Regions from separate parts of the Zea mays genome. Here regions 1 and 2 are each linked to region 3. A link is a contact called in public Hi-C data. All regions are on one chromosome and are shown on one strand. Each heading gives the region's core, a stretch centred on a gene start, on an enhancer-like site or on the middle of the called end of the contact. The rest is flanking DNA. Distances are from core to core; before and after follow the strand shown.

The links. Hi-C and Micro-C count contacts between places; a contact is called where the count stands out from the background.
Region 1: a contact with region 3 is called in a Hi-C map of leaf, with 3 times the contacts expected there. The contact joins the promoter of LOC100275072 here to the promoter of LOC103629159 in region 3. A contact is called at or near these places in 2 of 25 Hi-C or Micro-C datasets (ear and leaf).
Region 2: a contact with region 3 is called in a Hi-C map of seedling, with 5 times the contacts expected there. The contact joins the enhancer-like site here to the promoter of LOC103629159 in region 3. A contact is called at or near these places in 6 of 25 Hi-C or Micro-C datasets (bundle sheath, leaf, root tip and 2 more).

Annotation. Positions count from the first base shown.
Region 1 is chr6:30,368,509-30,372,835 of Zm-B73-REFERENCE-NAM-5.0, forward strand. LOC100275072 reads right to left here and starts at 2,046. Exons shown (of 4, transcript NM_001149261.1): 1 at 1,833-2,046; 2 at 1,665-1,709; 3 at 1,140-1,172; 4 at 724-1,065. The coding sequence starts at 1,872. The coding sequence ends at 887.
Region 2 is chr6:31,632,121-31,636,757 of Zm-B73-REFERENCE-NAM-5.0, forward strand. No RefSeq gene overlaps it. Among protein-coding and RNA genes, the nearest start is that of LOC100283852, 210 kb to the left of the region's middle. Within about 2 kb of position 3,316, at least 18 of the 20 cell types and tissues checked have an H3K27ac peak or open chromatin away from gene starts, as enhancers often do. A contact at or near this core is called in bundle sheath, leaf, root tip and 2 more, where this site is marked.
Region 3 is chr6:31,015,977-31,020,632 of Zm-B73-REFERENCE-NAM-5.0, forward strand. It overlaps LOC103629159 (pentatricopeptide repeat-containing protein At2g46050, mitochondrial), which reads left to right and starts at 1,491. Exons shown (of 2, transcript XM_008650335.2): 1 at 1,491-3,902. The coding sequence starts at 2,299. The coding sequence ends at 3,843. LOC111589609 (small nucleolar RNA Z279/snoR105/snoR108) reads left to right here and starts at 1,506; the gene lies at 1,506-1,612.

The sequences.
Region 1 (4,327 bases), core at 796-3,295, 650 kb before region 3:
TCCCACATCCAATGACAGGGATCTACTACCCCAAGGGCTTTGAATGGGTCATGGAGGATGTCCCCACAAGCGCAGCTTCATTCCAGCAGTCATACTGGTTCAGGACTGGGGAGGCAGAGCCAGCAAGCTCTACTACATCAAAGAACGATTCTGCTTCCTTTGACCATCCATTTGCTTGATGTATGAGAGGCTTTGCACTGGAAAAAAACACTGAAAGACACAGTTGTGTGTTTTCAGGAAGAAAAGAGATACAGTTGTGCAAGTCATTCACCATCATGCCAGGTCCATGGATGCTTCATGCTATGACGAAGTTACCAGTTGTTCTGATTCCCGGTATGCAGTCACAGCACCCACCAACAGATCAGAAACAACGTCCGCCTTTGTTTTGTACTTTTTCTTAACCTTCTGGTGGTTCAACTTAAAAGACCTTCCCTAAACTGTAACTTTATAGCAGCAGTTATTTTGTTTTGTTTTTAAGCTTGTCCTGAGAAAAGAAACTAATCAAAGCTTTAGTTCTCATACTGTTACAGGAGAAGCAAACATGAAAGATCATAATACTGATGGTTTCAGAAAACTTATTTTCAATAATTTTCTGCCATTTCAAATTTCAGACCAAGTCAAGATATGGTAGCTTTACAACATAAAGCACAGCAATAAATGATAGTGACGGGCCTTCAACCATGAAAAGTAAATGAATAGCATGTAGGGCAAATATTAGCGTCATTTCTTCCTAATTGAAAATTCCATCCATTAACAACTTCTGGTTACAACAGAAATGACCATAAGTGTAGCATAACATTACTAACAAAGAACTCACATGTATGTAATTAAACTGCAACTCAGCACACAGAACTCAGTCTCTGTGGATTTTGTGGTAGCAGGAATACTAGCCATAAGGATGAGACTTTTCAGCAAGCTCGGGTGAAACAACTTTTTGTGATTCATCTCCTCCAGCCTTCTTCTGAAATTCAATGCCCTGGAACTGGACTCTTGAAGATCGATACTGACAACCAAAAGCATTTCCAAAGCCCCATCCTAGTCCAAGACCAACTCCGCAGCCCCCACCTATTTTTAACAAGATGGATTTTAGAAATCTACTAGCAAGGAAATGTAAGTGAATATAGGCTTAGAAGTAGTACCAATACCCAAGCCGAACGTGTTAAGAGGCATTCCTGGGTAGAAAAGCAAACCAAAAGCATGTCATTTCTTGATCATGAATACACATTTTCATTGAATATTACTCCCCCCAATCACAAATAAGTGACATTTTGGGTTATCTAAAACGAATCATTTTAAACATTTGTTGCATATTACTAAGTAGCTTCATAAAAGTATACTTTACTATGATCATGTTGGTAATGTGATAGGAACCAATCCATATACACAATGTTGGTCCCTAGTCCCTATTTAGCAGTAAACAGATATTAAGCAACTTGGAAAGAATCGCATGGGAAAGGGAAACAACTTGGGACTGAACTGCAACCGCATGCTTGTCCTGTAAATAATTTGATAGCCATTTTACCGCCAAATACAGCCAACACGAAATCAACAACACAGAATCCAAAAAAGGATCTCGCTAGTTCAATTTGACAAGTTAAGATTTCTAATACACGCCTACACCAAAAAGAAACAAATTAATCACGCGAAAATGAGCATGCTCTCACCTCCGAACCCCCACCCGACGCCGAACCCGCAGCCGACACCGAACCCTGCACCGGATCAAACAGAAAAAAAAATGAATTCAGCAAACCAAATAAGGAGCGAGAATCAGAGAGAGCAACGTCAAGGTCTGATCTTGGCGCCTGAAATGATGGGGCCTTTGGTTCACTCACCGATCCCAATCCCGGGGCCAGTGAATGTGCTGACAACCATGGCTCCCTCCCTCCTGCTCCTTCCCCCTGTGGATGGACGAGAGAAGAAGCCAAGAAAAAGCGAACCCGACCCTGTGGCCTGCGCATTACTCCGGACTCCGGTGGTGAAGATGAGGTGACGTCAGCGACAAATCGGCCGGGCCGTATTGGGTCTACACACCGGCTGACGGGCTTTGCCGTTGCTTTGGGCTAGGTTCACCTTTCTAGCGCAACTACAAACGGAAAGGCCCCTATAGCTAAACCAGCGTCCGACTAGCGGGATAAACTTTTGGGCCCTCGGTGAGTAATACTTGACAGTTTTTCAGCTCTCGTTCATTTAATCCATATGAATTGGATATTTAATCCATATAAATTGAATGATATTAAGTCGGTTTAAATTCATAGCAAATTAAAATTTATTTTAATTTATTTTAAACCACTTTAATTTATATAGAATTATAATAACCGAACAAGGCCTAAGGACTTATTCGTTTTGATGCTTATCCATGTGGATTGACGGGATTTAGTTGGTTTAAATCTATAGTAAGTTAAAATCAGACTCAATGCCACCCAATCCACTCCAATCCACATGGATTGGGAATAACAGAACAAGACCTTATCGATTCCAAAGTCCGAATTGTTACCTAGGAACGTTATCTACTGTTAGTAGAGATGTCAATGAGTAAATAAATACCCACATAGTATTACTATCTCATACTCATACCCACTACAAAAAGATAACCTCATCGGATCACTTATATTGACTTGTGGGTATGGATTTACCCCAGAGTCACCTGTCGGGTTACCCCGTACCCAAAAAGATTCAACATATAGATATATACGGTAAGCACCATTGAACAAATATAATGAACTATAAAAAATATGAGTTATGAAACATCAAACTTAAATAAGTCGTGTGCCATAATTAAGCATCGCGCCATTTGATTTCTAACATTATAGATACATGAGGCTGCAAAAATCAAATTGCATGGCTAGGATTGTGCTTAGGTCTTTAGAAATATTATCTAATTACATAGTTGCACAAGAAACAACTATAAAATCTGCTTGGAAACTATACTTACACAATTGATTATAGTGCTGGGAAAAAAACCATAACCGAAACCCAAAACCGGAATACCCAAACCCAAATTACTCAAAACCCGAATTTTGTTCAAGAATTGTGAATGGTAATTTGTAAAACTCAAACTTATTTCAAGTAATTCGGATATTACAATCGGGTACCCGAATTACGCAGACTTTCATGTGTTATGTACTCATGTCATTGTTAATTATCAAATTGTGCATATATAATTATGTGTAAATGTGTATGAACTTGTAAACTTGTAATTGTAGATTGTTTGTGTTTTTACATGCATGTATATCATTATTCAAACTGTGTTTTGTACTAATTCAATAGGGTGTATATGTTTTATGAAGCTGACACAATATTTCAGGTAGTTCGGGAATACTCAAACCCAAAACTCCGGGTACCTGATTTTTTGGGTAATATAAAATCCACTGTAATTTCGGGTACATATTCTCAAAACCTGAATTTTAAATTACTCGAATTACCCCGACCTGAAACTTTCGAGTAACCCGAATGCTCACCCCTAATTGATTGGATGGTGTTAGGATCAGGATGAGCAGGGGTACGATAATCTATGGACTATGCCTGGCTGTATGTGGAATTCTATAGTAGAAAGAGATTATATAGCTAGGGTTTCATTTATTTTGGGCAAGGCCAAGTACTCAAGTTTATGCATTTTGGCTAAATTTGTACTGGATATTTTATACCCACCGGGTTAACGAGTATGGGTGATGTCGGGGGCGGTAATTAGGGACACCCTGATTATCCCCCTAACGAACGCACTCAGAGAAATAAGAACCAAACTCCTGAAGGGTGACAGCCGAGCCACCTACAAAAAAACCAAGACATCCCTTGAGGATCTCCCACCTCGAGCAGGGCTCCACCTCACCCGAGGTCGACACCACTCGCTCAGCCTCGCCCGAAGCCGCCTCAGCCCAGTCCGTCTCGCCTGAGCTGGCCTCAAGCGAATAGGACAAGGCACTCGAAAACAGGTAGGGGACATGCGCATTTAATGCGTGTGCCAACCCGCGCTGTGGCAGCAGAGCACAGTGGCGGACAATATAGCAATCACGCCCGGTGTAGTGTTATGATTACGCCTACATCACAGTGCACGCACGCCACCTGACGCCCTCCGATGGGACGTCTAACACGACAAGCCAAGCGGACATGCCTTCGGGCATAACCGCTCCGCCTCGCCCGACCCTGGGCTCAACCCTCGGGCAAGTTCTCCGCCTCGCCCGAGCTCAGTCTCGGCCACCGACTGCACCACGAATCCTGTAGACAGCCACTACGCCCAACTGTAGCGCACGTTGAGAGACGGCTCGGCTAGCGCCTCGAGAAGACTTCTGCATCAACCAAGCAGGGACTCTGATCTCGATGAGTGCTGTAG
Region 2 (4,637 bases), core at 2,066-4,565, 620 kb after region 3:
GCGCCAAATGTTGGAACTTGCTCTCCCGAGCAAGATGATCCAATGGGGGAATGAAAGTAATGCAAACAAGGTTTTAGCTCAGGAAGGCAATTGCTCTGTTAATCTAGCCTCTCAAGGGCACTATGCGGGGGTATTTATAGGTGCCTGAGTGCCCAGCGTCTTGGATTAAGGACGCATGTGCCCTCAAGCGCCCAGGTTATCCCCGGAATATTCTTATAAAGCAGGGTTACAGACTGTAATTACAGAGAAGCCTTTACAAATTAGGCCTGTAATGCGCAGCAGCCATGCGGGGCCTGTTACAATGGGCCGAATTACACGTGGGCCTTCGTGTTGGACGAGGGCGCGGGATGGGGCGACCTCGTCATTGGCCTTTGTCCTGCAGCGTGTTGGACGAAGGGTGGAGACTGCCCGTCGTTTTGCCTCCGTTGGTGCAGCGAGATTGGCGAAGGCATCGAGCGAAGGGTAGCGTCTTCGCCTTCGCCCCAACAATATCTTGACAAGCTAGTTAGTCCACATGGTTTGTGATGGACGTCAACCACCAAAATTGATTATAAGAAATGATTAGCCCATTTCCCTTTCAGTAAGATCTAAATAAATTTTGGGATTAGCTCATGGTTGTTACCCTAGGATGAGATAAGCAAAGTGGTTGAGATAAGTAGGCTTATTAGGACGAGATGAATCTTTGAGAACAAGATAGAATCTTTTGAGATTAGTTAGATCTATTGAGATAAGATGAAAATCTTTTCGAGATGAGATGAATCTATTAAGGTAAGAGAGTATCTTTTAAGAAAAGATAGATCTATTAAGCTTAATATATTTTAGTGGGGGATAATCTAAGTTGTCTAGTTACCTTATAGACATAATAATAATTATCATTATTATTATTATTATACCTATGTGTATATGTAGATGTAATTGTGGATATTACTCTACAACCCATCACACTCAATCAAAGATCCAAATCAGACAAGTATCATAAGAACAAACATTGAAGTACATAGACACCTATAAAAATAGTTTTGTTTTTGTTCCTAAGAGTAGGTCTCCTATTCCTAAAGGTCACTTTAGGTACATGATTTCGATGTGTGAAATCCACTTTTGTCTTTAGAAGCGAAAAAGTAAGAGTAATCAGAGTAAAGCAGCAGTGGATGAGAATTAGAGCAACAAAGGTAAGTAGATAATGGTTGTCCAGTTCTATCTAGGTCTCGTCCTACAGTCAACATCCCTCTGATACCACTTCTGTCACACCCGGGTTTCGGAGCACCAAGACCCGGGCGCAAACATAATCACCAGGTGTGCTGGGACCAAGTCTCACACATATGATGAATCAAGGTACAGAAACGAATGTCACATCTTTACTATATAATAGAAGTTCTGTACAAAATAAATAAATAATTACATCATACACGATTCAACATCCCAAAGTTGACTGGGAGACAACGGCCTAGACCTCTCACAAACTCGTCACAGCATCCTCCATGCGCCTCATCCTGCGGTACCTGTTCTTGACCTGTGGGGGTGTGAGACAGCAAGGGTGAGCTCACATACGTTCATCGCTCAACAAGTTGTTGGGAATAATTTGCATGAACTCGCCAAAGGTGGAAGCTCATGTGAAGTGTAAGGCTTACCAAAGAGGATGGTTAAAGCCGAGCATAGCTTTTAAAGTTGGTCAAAATTTTATTAACAGTTGTATAAGTAAATACCAACCCAAATAAATAGTAGATCAAAATTGATAACAACACCTGCGATGCAATGCATATGACAAATTGAATTTAGTTCCATAAACTAATCATGCGAGTGTACGAGCCACTCATGACCGTAAGCACGGCTGATATACCAGTTTTACACTCTGTAGAGGTTGCACATCTTTACCCACAAGTCATGTTACCCATCTGCCAAGGGATCGCGACTTCCCATACACCTCTACTAAGGAAGCGAGGCAGGGTAACACTACGAGGCCTTTACAAAGTTCCTCTACAGAATACCCGCTACAATTTCTAGGAAGCTCCAATGCAGGGACCACTCGCCTGACCGCCATGCAGCAAAATCAACCCAAGGGCCTCCCTACACTGACCACTCCCCTACTGCCCTTGCCCCTTTCGGGTAAGGTAGTCCTCCACTAGCTTTCCTAATTAGTCAGCCAAGGGCGTCCCATACCACCCTTGTGGTAGCACTGTTTTCCCGGATGGTCGCTCCATGTTCCAATTAACATAATGATCTTATCATGAACAATAAATAACAAACTGATAATACAAGCATGATCATGAATAATGTGTATCTCAATGCCCCAAATCCACATATAGCAATAGCAAGTACTACCCAAAAGTTCAGTGGTAAACAAGGCATAAAGATAGTCAAACTAGGGTAACTTATTGGGTCCCACCAAAATTAACCTGTGCATATCATTATGATTAATAAGAACATTATTGGGTAAATAGAAGTGATCAAGGGCACAACTTGCCTGGGACTTGAGATTCTAGGTACCAACTTGCTCTTCAGGTGTCTCGTAACCTCGCGCTAGTCGTAGCAATACAAATAAACAGCGTATAGGAAAAATTAACATCACACCAAACATAAGAACAAATTGCATAATAATAATCTATGCGTCGCTACGAGATCATAGGTTCGAGAATCACTAAAATCGTAGTTAGGGTTGAAGAGTTATGATTTATGAAATATCTATGTGATTAAATATTAAACTATATTATAAATTGGTTAATACACATTATATGAGAAAATATACTCTAAATAATTCATTCAACTTTAATATAGATTATAACTTGATTAGAAATCATATCTTAGTCAATTATCATCATGGACCGAGTTAACTTTGGTTGGAAGCATCTACTAATAATAGGCTAACCACTGTCTATTTATACAGATATGTTTTATGGCACATATAATGTCAACACTGCGTAGGTATTTTTATTATGAAACTATCGCAACTGGAACGGGTCAAATCGGAGTTAAAACGACGAAGTTATGAATTATCTATGTTTTAGAATTATTTTTATACTCAAAAGTCATTTATTTTATATTTTCTTGAAAATCTGGGTGGTGGCTTCTAATACCAATGAGTTCGTGGTCTTCTGTGCAAACGTTAGGGCTGATTTGTAATGTTCTTTCTATTGTACCGGATCGCGGGTTGAATAAGGAAAAATGCAGGGGCTCTTTACCAAAAGATTATGGCCGAAGGGTCATCAGATATTCTGAACCATTGGATCCGCGATTTATGGCCCGAATCAGAAGGCCACATCACCCAACCGGTATGCGCCCCGGTCCCCACGATCCTGATCTAACGGCTAGGTGCCCACCCACTACTGGATCTAATCTCATCCGCGCTATTTGGATCGGACGGCCCACGACTCATCACCCTCAACCCTCCCCGAGCAGCGGCGCCGCCGCCATGCTCCCACGGCGGAGCACGCAGATGAACGCCGATCGGTTCCCCCCCGAGCACCCAAAACCCAATCTGACGGAGCTACACGCGGTATTTCTGATTGCGAGCTCAAAGAAGGGCATCTCACCGGTTGTCGCGGCATGGAAAGCACTCGGCCACGAACAGCGCGGCCCGCGGCGGAGGATAGAACGCCGACGAGCAATTCTCCATTCCCTAGACTTTGCCCATACACGACAAGGACCTGGAAGCCCATGGTATGCACCAGCGAGCGCCCTGATCACGCACAGGGACCCGAAGAGCATTGTCTGGGGTTCCTAGCGCGGTGGCGCCAGTTTCTCTTCCCTGTTTCAGCTTGGCGCATGGGCCCTCTGCTTAAGCCGATGCCCTGGACGAGAGGAGGTGGCCGGGTTTTATAGGTAGTCCCGTGAGGATCTCGGCCGGAGCAACAACCTACAGAGGGGAGCTCCATCGGATCCGGCGGCCGCGGCGGCGTATCCCAACCACCGGAGGAAGAAGGGGGTCCCTGACCCTGCGGGCCCACATGTCATAGACGCCAAGGAAGAGGTGAGGAGAAGGGCTGGCGCGCAGCGTCTGTTTGGGCCGGCAGGAGCACGGGGAAAAGGGGAAAGTGGGCCGTCCGCAAGGACATTAGGCCCGAGAGCCAGGGAGGAGTTCTTCTCATTTTTTATTCTATTTTTTTCCTAATTCCATTCCCAAATTTAAAAGCAAGTTCAAATAAAGCTTGAATTCAGAATGCGCAACCATGAAAATCTAGCATGCTAATACAAATTTTTTACTTTTATTTATTTATTATCTTGTTTTATCTATTCAACAAATGTTTTCTTAATATGAAACTCATATACACAAAAAGGGCACTATTTTAAGGGAAGAAAATATATCATCCTAAATCCTTTTATGAATATTAATTCTATCTAGTTTTATTTATTATCCCATTTTTTATTTCACAAGGAATGTTTTGCCAATTAGTATTCACAAAGGATGTTATATATAAAAAAACAATTTCTGATATACCACCATTAAGTATCTTAGTGGATATTCTCAAGTATTTGGAGAACTCTTTAAATCACCAAAACAAGACTTTGGTCGTTACGCTCGCTGAGACTGCAAGGAGCAGGGGCAGGAATTCTCTTTATCGCTCCCGAAGGTGAACAACTCAAGTATGCACTCTAGCTCTTATTTCCAGCATCCAATAACGCCGCAAAGTACGAGGCACTGA
Region 3 (4,656 bases), core at 241-2,740:
CACAGTTATCCACAAGGGTATTACAGTATTCGTGCCGGTCACACTATGACTAGATTTATAGAATATATTAGCAACATTTATATCTTCGAATAATTTTACAATAAAAATAAATTCAAAGATCTAGCTAATAAAACTAATTATGTATTATAATTATTAAAATTTTCTTATAAAAATATGTTCAAAGTTAAAATGTTTGACTCCTAGAATGACTAACATTGTAGACGTAGGGAGTATTAACTAATATTATGCGTGAGCTGGTGGTTCATTTTCACAAGCAATTACCTATCATCAAAAATAGGTTGTCACAGCTGTATATAAAAAAAAGCCCATTACAAACAGAACATGTGTTGTACTGTGAAGTAGACCGCAAATGGGCATCGGAGCTGAATGATAATTGAGGATGATTCGCCTTTTAAGCCTAGCTGTTGTTCATCGCAAATATGTTGTACAAAAGATCGTTACCATTTTTAGTGATATTTGTTTGCATTATTACAAAACATGTCTGAATTTTTCGTGTTCTGATAGGGCCCCCGTAAGCACGTCTTATGTTCTAGTATCATTCAAAATCCAACTAGTGAGGTAGCTACACCGACAATTAGAACGCTTCATCTATTTGGAAAGGGTGACGATAGTAATTGTATATTGTGCAGTGAAAGTAGGAGAGAAGTAATTGCAAAGGTATCTTGTAAATATTTATAAGATGTTTAGTTTGAGGAATAAGTTAGTTCATCATCTTTTCACTACTTATTTTTTGTTTGGTTCGTGGAATAGAATTGATTGATCCATCATCATCTCATTCATAATAGTTAGTACTAACACGAGAAATAATGTCATACCACTAAATTTGAGGAATAGACTTATGATGAACAACTTCATCTTGGATTAAGTGATTCATCAAACCAAACACCTCCCTTAAACCATCTCCAACAGCTTACCTATACCTATATTCAAACTACACTATATAAACAGACAATATAAAACGATGCAAAACGGTGTTTTTTTTTGTCATTAGCAGGCTTACCATGTAGCCTAACAACTTCCTACTCTGAAGCAAACAGTGCCCTTGGTATGGATTGCATCAGTTAAATTGTTATTTGGACACAGAAAGATGTGCCTACTGACCAACACACGTATTAAGCAGAGAAATTCAGGGAGATGCGAGGTTGCAAACAAGCTTTGGTCCATACGGTAGTAACTCGTGACTCGTGAGGGAGATGAAGATTCCTTTTCTCGCTTGCGCCATGCGAAACTGACGGACGGGAATGTGACTGAGTACAATTCTCGGCCCATTTAAATAGGCCTGGTCGGTCCATGGCCCAGCGGCGAGCTCGCGTACAATTCGCACTACCAGGCTGCGCGGCTGCTGCCTGCTAGTAGTATCACCACAGTGGGAGGCGAGCATTTTAGTACCACATCGACGGAACGCAGTAGGGTGCACACCAACGGCTGCATTATAGAGGTCCGGAATGCCACAGGCACAAACCATGATCCTTCAGGCAGTTAAAGGGACATGATGAGCGGTATGATCTCGCAACTGCTATGCGAGAGGGGTGTCTGCCCCAACTACGCCTGTTACGACAACAGGCACCCCAATGATTTACCGTCTGATCCCGACTTCAAAACAAAACACAAATATTTTCGTTTTTGGTTCTAAGCGTTTTGTAATTCGTTTTGATTCTAGTTTGAAAACTGCAAAAATTTTCATTTTTTTCTAAAAAAACTCTAGTGGTGTATGGTTTGTCACATTTCATTTTTCTAGGTTCTAAACTTTGCATCATATCTCTAATGTATTTTGAATTAAATTTTTTACATATGTATTTTGTCATGGTCTAAAGTAGTACATGTTAATTCTGTGTTCAATTCGAAGCTTAGTGTATAAAAAAATAGATTTTTACATATGTATTTTGTAATGGTCTAAAATAGTACATACATGTTAATTCTGTGTTCAATTCGAAGCTTAGTGTATAAAAAAATTAGACGAAAAAAAAGAGAACACTTTATTTAGAAACAGAAGGACCTACCTTCAAATTTAAGGGATAACCTCTACGATTGTAGGGTGCCGCTGAAGTTAGAGATTCTGCACCCAGCATAAAAAGGCCCCTCGTCACCTGTCGATTATCATGTTGATCGGCGGCTTGGGCGCTGTGTGATGATAGAATGGAGCGCATTGCTCTCGTCTGCACGCCGTTCTGGCCTCGCTCGCCAGCTCGGGCGGCTCCACGTCTTTGTCCTGCAGCAGGGGGCAGTGGAGATGACCGATGAGGCCATCTCCCGCTTCCCTGTCAGCTCTGGAATGAGATGCGGCACGATCTCGTTGCCCTGTTACTCCGCGCCAGCTCCATCTCCGTCTCCGGCGGCGCTCGCGCAGCACAGACGCTCCACCCGCTGGCGCTCAAGTCCGGGCGCGCCTCGGAGGCTCGCGTGGCGACCGCGCTGGCCGTGGCGTACGCGCGGTGGGGCCTCGTCGCGCACGCACGCCGCGTGTTCGACGAAGCGCCGCGCAGGGACCTGGTCCTCTACAACGCCATGGTCTCCTGCTATGCCTCCCACGGTCTCGCGCGCGAGGCCTGGGCGCTCTTTGCCGCCGCGCGGCGCTCCGGGATCGCCCCCGACGGGTTCACCTTCAGCGCCCTGCTCCGTCCGCCGCCGCGCCGTGGCCGCCACCCAACCGCCGGCGCCGTCGATGACGGGCTGCTGCTCAGGATGGGAGCCCTGGCGCACAGCCTCGTGCTCAGGCTGGGTCTCCTCGCAGACGTGGTGGTTGCCACCGCGCTGCTCGACATGTACGCCAAGTGCGGCCGGGTTGACGAGGCGCGCTGGGTGTTCGACGCTATGGCGGTCAGGAACGTCGTCTCATGGAACGCGATCGTAGTCTGCTATGGTCGGGTTGGTGGAGGCAAGGACGCTGTTGAGCTGTTCCGGTGGATGCTGAGAGACGGGAGCTGCTGCCCGGATGAGCTCACGCTTGCCAGTGTGCTAAGCTCGTGCGCCAGCGTGGCGGCAGCAAACGAGGCTACTCAGGTTCATGCTTATGCCATAAAGAGGGGGTTTCACAGGTTTCTGCAGGTGGCCAATGCTGTTATCACAGCGTACGGCAAGACCGGTTTTGCTCGAGAGGCGGGGCAAATGTTTGCTATGATCTGCGACCCAGATGTAGTTACGTGGTCCTGTATGGTTTCGTCTTTGGCGTACCTTGGACTATGCAAGGATGCAGTTCATGTGTTTGAGAGAATGCTCCAACAAGGCGTACAGCCTGACAGCGTCGCCTTCCTTGGGGTTCTTTCTGCCTGCAGCCATGCCGGGCTCGTTGAAGAAGGCCTGCACTATTTCCTTATGATGGCGAGGGGCTACAACATCGATCCAAATTCACAGCACCTTGCTTGTCTGGTTGATCTCTTGGGGAGAGCTGGTAGGATTCAAGATGCTTACAACATTGTTATCAAGCTTTCTTGCGAGAACAATGCTGATATCGTTGGAGCTTTCCTTGGTGCCTGTAAGCTGCGGGGCAAAATTGAGTTGGCAAAGTGGGCTGCCGATAGGCTTTTATGCCTGGAACCAAGTGAGGCAGTAAATTATCTGCTTATGTCTAACGCATTTGCTGCTGCAGGAGCTTGGAACGAGCTTGCAGAAGTAAGAAGTGTGATGAGACATAGGTGTGGCAGCAAGGTTCCTGGTTGTAGTTGGATAGAGGTAGGTGGAACAGTTCAGACATTTGTCTCCAACGATGTGGTGCTCCATCAGTCGATTGAAATGCAACAAATGGTGCAACTTACTATTTCGGAAGCACAAAAAGAGTGCAACGAAGACACAACTTGTGGTGATCCAATTTTGGTTCAAGAATGATTAGTTTGGCATCTACAATCGTCCCAGAGCTTACCAATGTGATGTTTCTCATGTAAGTGGTACGTCTTTATTTCAGTATGTTTATGCATGCCAACTGTATCGCACTAACTAAATTGCCAAAACTGACTTAATTTAGTTGCATAAAGATAGGATCTACTCCCTCCGTCCCAAAATATATTCTTTTTAGCCCTCTTTTTTTTCGTCCACATTCAAATAATAATAATGTATATAGACATATATACATACTACATTCATAGATTAATTAATGAATATATATTTAACCTAAAATTAATTATATTTTGGGATGGAGGGAGTACGTAATATTAGGAAAGCATAAAATAGCACTATGTTTGCTTCTGTGTTATATTTTTTTAGTATTAGGATGAACAAAATATAGAATCGTTATTATTACGGTGGTGCAGTGTTGTGGACGCCTTCATAGGGTGCCAGTACAGGCATCGGCCTTGGCATCCACCAAGGCCCAACCGAGGCTACATTGGCCTGTTTTAGAAAGAGAGGAATAGAGGGATGATATTTAGGAACAGATGCATTTCTCTTGGAAGCACTATTTTAAGAATTCAGTTTCATAATTTGGAAGCACTCTTTTAGGAATTCAGTTTCACTCTTTTAGTGATATAGATATAGATTAATTAATCTTATGAAACATGTGTGGAATATGGAATAGGATCGAAAAGTAGAAAAATTAACAGTAGTTATCTATCCTGTTCCTTTTGACCTTTTGAGTTATAATAAGTAATCACATATTATATCAATTGAGATCTGCAAAACCTTTAGCCTACAATTTCTACAAGT